Linked DNA regions of Mus musculus: region 2 is linked to region 1. Evidence: chromatin contacts called from public promoter capture Hi-C data. All regions are on one chromosome and are shown on one strand. The core of a region is the stretch at or near the end of the contact, and the rest is flanking DNA. Distances in the headings are between cores, read along the strand shown.

What was found. Capture Hi-C pulls out chosen DNA fragments and counts their contacts.
Region 2: a promoter capture Hi-C map of liver shows a contact between it and region 1. The contact joins the promoter of Ptgs1 here to the promoter of Ndufa8 in region 1. A contact is called at or near these places in 11 of 39 promoter capture datasets (3T3-L1-derived adipocytes, the SN4741 cell line, cranial neural crest and 6 more), 1 of 484 Hi-C or Micro-C datasets (granulocyte-monocyte progenitors), 6 of 115 datasets of contacts at active chromatin or transcription factors (acute myeloid leukemia, bone marrow-derived macrophages, cardiomyocytes and 3 more) and 5 of 9 other capture datasets (adipose tissue, embryonic stem cells, liver and 2 more).

What each region holds. Positions count from the first base shown.
Region 1 is chr2:36,046,967-36,051,589 of GRCm38.p6, reverse strand. It overlaps Ndufa8 (NADH:ubiquinone oxidoreductase subunit A8), which reads left to right and starts at 2,252. Exons shown (of 4, transcript NM_026703.3): 1 at 2,252-2,398. The coding sequence starts at 2,348. It overlaps Morn5 (MORN repeat containing 5), which reads right to left and starts at 2,117. Exons shown (of 5, transcript NM_029309.2): 1 at 2,015-2,117. The coding sequence starts at 2,061.
Region 2 is chr2:36,228,232-36,232,854 of GRCm38.p6, reverse strand. It overlaps Ptgs1 (prostaglandin-endoperoxide synthase 1), which reads right to left and starts at 2,429. Exons shown (of 11, transcript NM_008969.4): 1 at 2,286-2,429; 2 at 2,092-2,187. The coding sequence starts at 2,292.

The DNA of each region.
Region 1 (4,623 bases), core at 1,003-3,502:
CCTCATCCCTAGGCAAAAACTGACCAATTTTCATGAATTGATTTCCCATAATTTAATATAAAAAGTATCATATATACTCCTTTTTTTGCTGGACATTTCTGATTCCTTTCATTTAATATAATTCCTTTAAGATCTACTCATGTTACTGTTATGTGAACCAACATTTTCCTTGATGTATACTATTCCAGTGAATGGATATACCACACTTGTTTGTCCTCTCACATGTTGGTGAATGTCTTGCTTGATTCTAGTTTTCAGTCATTACAGTTTCCATTATATAAAGCTAGAAGGAGTACTCACAAGCACACCTCTGTGTGTGCATAGATTTTCATTTATCATGTTAATAACTAGAAATGAAATGGCTATCTTACTTTTAAGAAACTGCCAAGCTTTTCCAAAGTACTTGTCCAATTTTATATTCCCATCAGCAATGGGGAGTCTATATAACCAAAGATTAGGTTTTAATTTATTCTACATATGAAGGACAGCCAATGGACAGTGGTGGCACACACCTTTAATCCCAGCACTTGGGAGGAAGAGGCAGGTAGATAACTGAGTTCAAGGCTAACTTGGTCTATAGAGCGAATTCCAGGATAGCCAGGGCTCTTACACAAATCAAAACAAACCTAAAATCAAGATGTGTGTGGGTTTTTCAATCTCTGTGCCCAAGCCCAATCCTTCACCTCCACCTGTCAAAACTTTCGCTGTAGGAACTTTTGCCTCATGAAAAGAAATGATATGGTTTAGACACAAAGCTGGGTAGAAATTCTCGACTCCCTCACTTAGCTGGGTTGTTTTGTTAAGTTCCACCATTTATTTGCAAGATCAGCCTGAACTGTCTCACTGTCATGAAAGGCATTGCACACCCAAGCATCTTTGCCACTTTCCAAAGGGTTAGACAAGGGTCTTGAGTCCTTTAAGGCTCCCTTTTACCCTTTAACCTTGAAGCTGAGATAATACCATCTCCCTTGCAAAGCTGACTGAAGATGTGGACAGCATCCCATTATATATATTACTGCCACTCTCTCTAAGAATCTGTCCCTGTGCTTGGCTAGACCACTACTCCTGCTTCCTCAAAACACCCTGCAGTTCCTCTAGCCTGTGCATACAGATCCTCCTTCATCTCTGCATCTCTACAGCCCCATGAAGTGCTTTATAGCCCAAACAACTATCGCTTATCTGTCCATTACCCACCCCCCCAGCATCGGCCTCTCCAGCTCTAAAAAATTTTCTGCTTTCTTCATCCAGAGCTGCTGGCAAGGCAAAGTGACCATCTCACATGTGGTCTGCCTCTCTTGACCACAGGGCTGACCTTGATTACTTGTCATAACTGTGTTACGCTTAACCGTCCCACTGTGTTTGCAGGGATTCTGACCAGGGTCAAATTCAAAATCTGGACACAGAGAAAAATCAGTATTTGCCGAATAGCACTTTCTTTTCTTTTTCTTTAATATTTATTAATTTATTATATCTAAGTACACTGTAGTTGTCTTCAGATATCCCAGAAGAGGGTATCAGATCTCATTACAGATGGTTGTGAGCCACCATGTGGTTGCTGGGATTTGAACTCAGGACCTGTGGGAGAGCAGTCAGTGCTCTTAACTGCTGAGCCATCTCTCCAGCTCTGAATACCATTTTCTAGTTTTCTTTGCCTGCATAATTTTTTAAATATTTATTTTTTAATGTGTATGTTTTGCTCTCATGTATATAATGTGTACCATGTGCATGCCTGGTGCCTACAGAAGCCAGAAGAGGAACTTTGGTTACAGATGGTCATGGGTGCAGGGGATACGCGCACGCGCTCGTACACACACACACACACACACACACACGAATGAATGAATGAAAGAATGAATGAGTGAATCCTACCTATGCGACTTATTAGGTATCTGTGCTTGAGCACTATAGTTGAACAAGTTTTTGAAAGCATTTGGCTGAGGGTCCTTGGCGGAGGCTTAAAAACAGTTGTCTTTCACTAGCCTGAAAGTGGAGACATGGACGAATGGGGGCTTACCTCCCGTTTATGTATTCCCCGAAATACTGGCTCCCGGTGTACTGCATGTTAACAGCTAGTGTCTAACAGACACCAACTTCAGCTGTCTTGGCGTCACTATGACAACCAGGAGATGTGGGCGGAGACCAGATGAAGCCCCGCCCCTCGGGACCGCTAGACTTCCTGGAATGGCTTACGCTTCGCCTCCTCCAGCGGCCCTAGAGCAGTGCGCTTGCGCGTCGCTGGAGACGCATGCGCAGATGGTACCGGGCAGTCTTGGCCAGCCAAAGGGGACTTGAAGGAGACGGGCGACACGGCCGAGGGCACCTGGTCAGGGTCGCGGCTACCGCCGTCATGCCGGGGATAGTGGAGCTGCCAACTCTGGAAGAGCTGAAAGTGGAGGAGGTGAGGCTCTTCCTGAGGGCAGGCGGGAAGCCTGGGATTGCAGCTTTCAGGCGGGCCCAGGCACGGTTCCGGCCTCTGCGACCTGCATGGTCACATCTCGCCTTGGCTCCAGCCATTCCTGTGCGCACTGCGACCGGCCTCTCTTCTTGTGAATCGGGTGATACTTTCCATTAGCATCACCTAGCCCCTTGCTCTCCCTCCCGGTGAGGCGAGCCTGCCTCCTCTTGGTGCTCACCTTCCCCTTCCAAGTCTGTCAAAATCTCGGTGCAGAGCAGGCCTGGGTGCCGCGGCAGCACACAGTACGTGTTGGACAGTGAGTCTGGCATGGGCCAGGGTGTTTTGGTAATGGGACACAAGTAAAGCATTTACTTCTTCGAGAGACATTTAAGTATTTGTTATGTGCACGTGCAATGGGAAGTAAGAGACAGTGCCCAGCTCTTATAGTTTATAGTTTTATAAAGAGACAGATAAAGAGGCTGTACAGCACAGTGCATGGCTCTGTGAAACGTGAAGTAAAAGTGGTGTGCTATTGTAACTATCACAAACATGATCACTCCATTTCTAAAGGCCGGGCTGCTAATTGGAACACAAAGTAAGGTAGGGTATAACTGGTTTCCCTTGTAGACCAGAAATAGGCCCCAAGAGTAGAAGCGATTTGCCCAAGGTCACATAGACAGTGTATGGAAGACTTGTAACAGGAACCCAGATCTTTTCTGAAACCCAGCCTGTTAAATCTTTCAGCCAAAGTGCAACAGAGTGAGGAAGGACTTGTAGAACCGTGTTGTCGAGGAAGCTGAGAGCTGTCTGATGTCAGCCTACTGTTAGATTAGCGGTGCTAAGCCTCTAGAGAAGTCACTGACGAGGCGGGAACAGTTTGGACTTTATACTGTGAGACAGAGGGAAAAGATGGCTGTGTTGTCATGGCAGGCACTGTGTTGAATGTTCTCCTATACGACTTCACGTAGGCTCTCACAAACCTGTGAGGATGGCAACTTGGTATTTTCCTCAGATGAAGAAATTGTTAGCATATTTATATGAAATTGACTTAGAGGCGAGAGAAAGGATTTTCCTATCAGCCAGTCTTTTATTCTTATCCCACCGTGTAACTGGTCAAACATGAGTTGACATATTTTGTTAGATGTTTAATTTGGCTTAGCAAACATTTCATGCAAAAGCATCCTAATAAATTTCTCTTTAAAGTTTGCACAATTGGTATATATAATTATGTAAATAACCAGAGTAGTAAAAGTTAAAACACATGATTAGTACTAACACATGAAAGGCGGGCAAGCAGATTTGATGTTGGAGCTGATGTCTAGCCCTTTCTTTGGCTTGGTCATTTTGAGTAGCTTTCAGCACTTGTGGACAAGGGGTTTTGCTCAAAGTGAGATGACTCTGGCTGTACAGTTCTCTATGAGAATATAAGATGGGTAGACTAGCCACATTAGGCTTAATGTAAAACATGGCATTTGAAGGCTGGTACAAAGATGAAGTTGTGGGGGAGTCAGGGGCCTGAAAGGGGATCCCGAATGTAGTGAATTGAGTTGCATCGAGAGAGCAGCACAGGCCCCTGTATGAAGTCTGGTGAGAAGGGTGGAGGACAGTTTGGGCTCAGAAAGCCTTGAACAGCAGATAGGAAGCTCAGGTTTTACTCTGTACCTAAGCATGACTCTTTCTGGGGGCTGGCTTCTGAGTTGTCGTACCAGCAGCGTGAAATAAGAATTGTCCCAGCAGCGTGAAATAAGAATTGTCGTTTCAGAGGTCACTTCAGCAGCTTGACAGAGACTAGACTGACAGCAGGTAAAGCAGGAAGACTAGCTCAGTGGCCATTACAGAATAACCCTGGCAACTTGTAGCTGTGCTTCACAGAGGCAAAAGATAAGAACCTCCATCTGGAGCGAGTCCTACTTGCAGTGGACTCCTAACACAGGCAAAAAAGGCTGAAGAATCGGGGTCAGGTTTGCAACATGACAGACCCAGTGAGGCCAAGAGCAGCAGCCGCTTTGGGGAGCAGGTAAAATCTACCTTGGACTTCATTGACCAAGGAGTCACGTCACATCCCCAGGGAAAAACCATCCAGAAGCTTTGGGTTAAAAATTCCTCGGGTGTGTTGATAATTTAGAGTAAAAACTAATCAACAGCCAGTACTGATGCGCCTTTTATGTGTCAGACACATTCTGTTCCATAGATGAGTTCATTGGACCCTCAGGAGGTCCTAGGACATA
Region 2 (4,623 bases), core at 1,180-3,679, 180 kb before region 1:
CCTTGGTATTGCAAACTTTATATGCCCCAATACAGGGGAATGCCAGGGCCAAGAAGCAGGAGTGGGTGGGTAGGGGAGCAGGGCGGAGGGAGGGTATAGGGAACTTTTGGGATAGCATTTGAAATGTATATAAAGAAAATATATAATAATAATTAAAAAAAAAGACTAGCCTATTCTACATAGTGAGTTCCAGGACAGCCAGAGCTACCTGTTACATACATACACACACACACACACACACACACACACACACACACACACACACACACACACTGGAAGGCAAGCATTTGAACACTATAAATCCCCAGCACACAGCCTTGAGCTCAAATAGGATGCCATCCCCCCCACCCAATGAGAGACAAAAGCCATCATCCTTTAAAGCAGCCTGCAGCCCCTAACCAACACAGGGTCAATACTCCCTCTTTGACATCTTTATACTTCTCTCTCACCCTTCGCCACAGCCCTCACTCTCCTACTTAACAACATGCTGGCGCCTATCTCCACCATCAGACTGTGGACTCCAGCGTCACTCTGGGCACCTACATCACTCCACATCAGACTGTGACCTCTGTGTCACCAGGCCCCAGCCAAAGGCTCAAATAGAAAAAGCCCTTGGAATGCAAAACAGAAAAATTCCACTACAGCACTTGCAATATGACTATAGGCAAAGGGGACACCGTGGCTCTAGTCAGGCGCAGCTTGGGTCACCAAGTCATGCCTACTCCCAGGCTAAAGGGAGGACACCAAGCCAAACCCAGGGTCTGGAAGGGATGAACTTGAACATTTGTGGATTCCCTGGCACAGCTTTGCCCTCCAAGCTGAACTCTACCCTTTCCCTAAAAGAATCCCAGCAAGGAAGACAGGTGCATGAACACCGGATCCTCAAAGGGTGGAGGGTCAGGTGAGAGCTGGACTCATGCTGAAACTGAAAGTCAGCATGGCCAACATGTCAGCCTTGGCTCTACCATCAGCTCACTGTGGGGTCTCCAACAAGTGGCCCCACTTCCTGAGCCTCTCAAAGTTCTGATCTACAAAATGGACTTAACGCATCTGCCTCCCACAAGGCTGCTGTGAGCACCAAAGAAAAGGCACGCACAGCTAATCTTGGTAAACTGCAGTGCTGGATCACAAATGGCTTCCTTTCCAAAAACCCAGACTGTCACCTTTCTAGCACAGGTGTCCCCAGCTCTTTTTCTCACTCAAACCCCATCCTCCAGGAAGCCTGCTGTGATTCTCAGGCCACTCTGTCCTCTGAGTTCCAAGGTCCTGTAGTATCCCTTTCCCCCACTGCCAACCTTTCTTGGCCCCATTTTACAGATGGGCATCCAAATTGTAAAGAGAGGAAGGAAAGGTGGAGGGCAGGGGAAGTATGGGGGGGGCGGGGAGTAAATTATTTTTCTTTCCTAGAACCTGGTTCTGCCCTGAGGGAGAGAAGCGGGACAGAATTGCAGAACTGGCTTCTTTGAACCACTGCAGGTATTGAGAGTGACTGGATTAGGCTGATCCTGAATTCAAACCCTGAGCCCACTATGCATTATGTGACTTGGGGCTGTTATCGCACCTACTGAACCTCAATTTCCTGGTCACTATGTGCCCACTTCCCCATTCCCAGGATAGCTGGTGTCCCCCACCCCCATCCCTGTATCTACCGTTGGGGAGATAGGTTGAGCGTTAAGATAGACTCCCCAAAAGTTAGAGGCCAAAGAAAAGGAACTCAGTGTCCAGCCCGCCTTCCCCTTGGCGTCTGCCGCTTCCTCCCCAAGGAGCCCCCACAGGAAACCGCCGAGTTCTGGGGGGGGGGGGGGGGGGGGGTACAGAGGCTGCTTGGAAAGTCGGACCACATATCAGGTGAGAAGTTAAAGAACCTGTCTCTGCTTCCCCTGCCGACTCGGGATCTCAGTGGGCTGTGTGCCAGAGAGATCCCAGGTAGGCCCTAGCCATTCTCCAGGGACCCCATTCCATAACCTCAACACCCTATTCCCCGGCACCGCGAGCAGAAAGGGGAATCAGGGAGTCCGCCTGGAAGGGAGATGGACCAAGCCCACGGCGCAGGACTTGGAATTTTCACGGGCATCCGGCGGGGGCACCTACCTGGTGAGGGCACCCCAGGATCTGCGAGCAGGACCGAGGGTGTCGGCGGCAGCAGCAGGAGCAGCAGCAGGGGAAACCAGAGCGAGAGACTCCTTCCTGCAGAAGGAAGAGAGAGTTGAGCCTAGCGTTCAAGGCTCCGCCTGCAGGCCACCGAATTCCGGGACGCGTGGGGGCACCACTGGGGTCGGACTCACGACTCATGACTCTGGGAGTGGATGGATGTGCAATGCCAACGGCTGGCTCCTCGGGTGCAACTCCAGCACTGCCCCAGCACTGGCAGGTCCCCTCCCACCCATCTCACGGCTCCACCCCCACTCCTCCCTCCAGTTGTCACCTCTGACAGGCTGACCGCCAACTTCCTCTGCTCCAGCCTTAGCCAAGACGTTTTATTAATTACTGCATGGTGACTGCTCAGACCGTAACTCACGATCCTTGAGGTGCAAGATCTTTTTACAGTGTCAGAAATGCATCCATTTGGGATATAGCAAACTGAGGCTCTCTGAGGATGGGCACGAAGGAGGACAAGGCTTGTAGGCAGAACAAATGGTGGAAGAGGCTGGTTTGAACCATAGCTTGCTTGAAGAAGGATGAGGAGCAAGGAGGTGAGAAGCCATGCAGTCCAGTCCAGCCTGCACACGAGGTCCTGCATGGAAAACACGCTACTGCCACTCCTGCCCGCCAACAGAAGAGCTTCCTTCTCCGTTGAGCAGGCAGAGGCCAGGTCAGACATGAGGAGCTGTAATTTACATTCCTAATACACAGCCTGCCAGTTGGCTCACCTTTAGTCCTTGCTGGTCCTCGGTGTATTTATTTATAAAATGGACATGCAAAACCACCCTAGGCAGTGAGGGATACCCAGGGGGCCCCCACCTACTCAGAGGAGAAGTGTAGGGGGGAAGTGGGGGAAGGATTGTGGGAGGGGGTGGCCAGGAGGGGGCAGTGAGTGGGATGTAAAGTGAATTAAGTAAAAAATTAAAAAACAAAATTTTTAAAAGATACATATAAAGTAGATATCAAAAAATATGTATGGCATAAGGCAATTTTGTTTACTGATAGTTAAAGGTGAGGGGAGTTGTTTTAAAAGAAAATTATAACATTTGTATATTTTAATCCTTACACAAAATAAAATTAATGAGACATTTAAAAAAAACACCATAGAAAAAAATATACAGATCCCATGTGGCAGTGGCTACTCTGTGGTCAGAGAACCTTTTTCAAAGTTGCCCTAACTTAGATTCCAGGGCTAGCCAAATGCCACCCTCCAGCTGAATGGCCACTTGCCAGCCTTATAGGACCTAAGCCTTTGGGTCATTGGCTCCTTTGTACAGTGGGGGAAACTGAGCCTAGAAGGAGCAGAGAATAGGAGCAAAGCCACAGTGTCCTCGTCCTTTTCCTTGCCAGCTCTCTCCCTCAGTTTTCCCAGCACGCCCTCTGCCCACGCCCGCACCCAGAGGCATGGCTTGGTGGAAGGGCCCATTCATCCTTGTGCTGGCTCTCGGGCATCTCTGGGCTCAGGAAAGGAACAGGTAGGAAAGGTGGGGCCTGATGGGGTGCCCCTTTTGCTTCCAAACCAGAGCTGTTCCCATGCTCTACAGGGACAAAAGCCAACTGCTCTAGGGAAACTGAGCAAGCCAGGACAGACCAGGGGAAGAACTGGGGCCCTGGTATACTGAGACCAGCTTCAGTTTCTCCACATCCCCAGATTTAAGACCCCTCTGGTAACCAGCCAGCTGGGCAAGGGGCTGTGGGTCAAGTGATTGTCAGCAAAATAATGAGATCTGGGAGGAAAGCTGAGGTTCTGTTCCCCAGAGGACAGGGGACCTTCTGGTGACCAAGAAATACAAGAAGAGCTGGCATGATTCTCATCCTCCACTCCCCGGTCTGCCCTCACTCTGGGCCTGGACCCAAGGAGTCACACCTGTAGCTCACTCCCAGACCTGTCCTGTAGTGAAAACAAATGCTAACTAGCTCAGCCCTAACCCTGGAGGGAGGAGACTTAGCCTGGGAATCAAGAAAACTGAGTTCAAGTCTCCTTTCTTCTCTTTGACCATAGACAAGCCCTTAGGGCCTGCTTCCCATTTGAACACCAGGATAATAGGACCAAGTGGGTAGCAAAGGCAGGACCCATGCCAGTAGAGAGCATGAGCCCTTGCTATAACCATGCTCTACAGCCCTTCATGCCATCAGAAGACAGATGCAGTGAAGGAGGGCTGCAATGGGAGTGTGCAGTTGATGAAGGATGGGTACAGTGGAGAAGCAAGAGGCCAAGAGAGCAGCTAGGGTATTAATACAGGCCTCCAAGGACCAAGCCTAACCAAGGGGGTGGAGCAAGGAAGAAGTAGACAAGGGAAACGGTGACTGAGATGCCAGCTCTTTACCAGTTGACCTGGAGTATGGATAGAGAGGTAGAGAACATTTAGATGCTGGTTGTTGCTAGGGACAATGCTCAGGGACAGGCAGTGGCTGGAAAACACAGAGTTAACACTTGGTCCATCCAAAGAAAGGATCCAACATGCAGATGAATACCCAAGT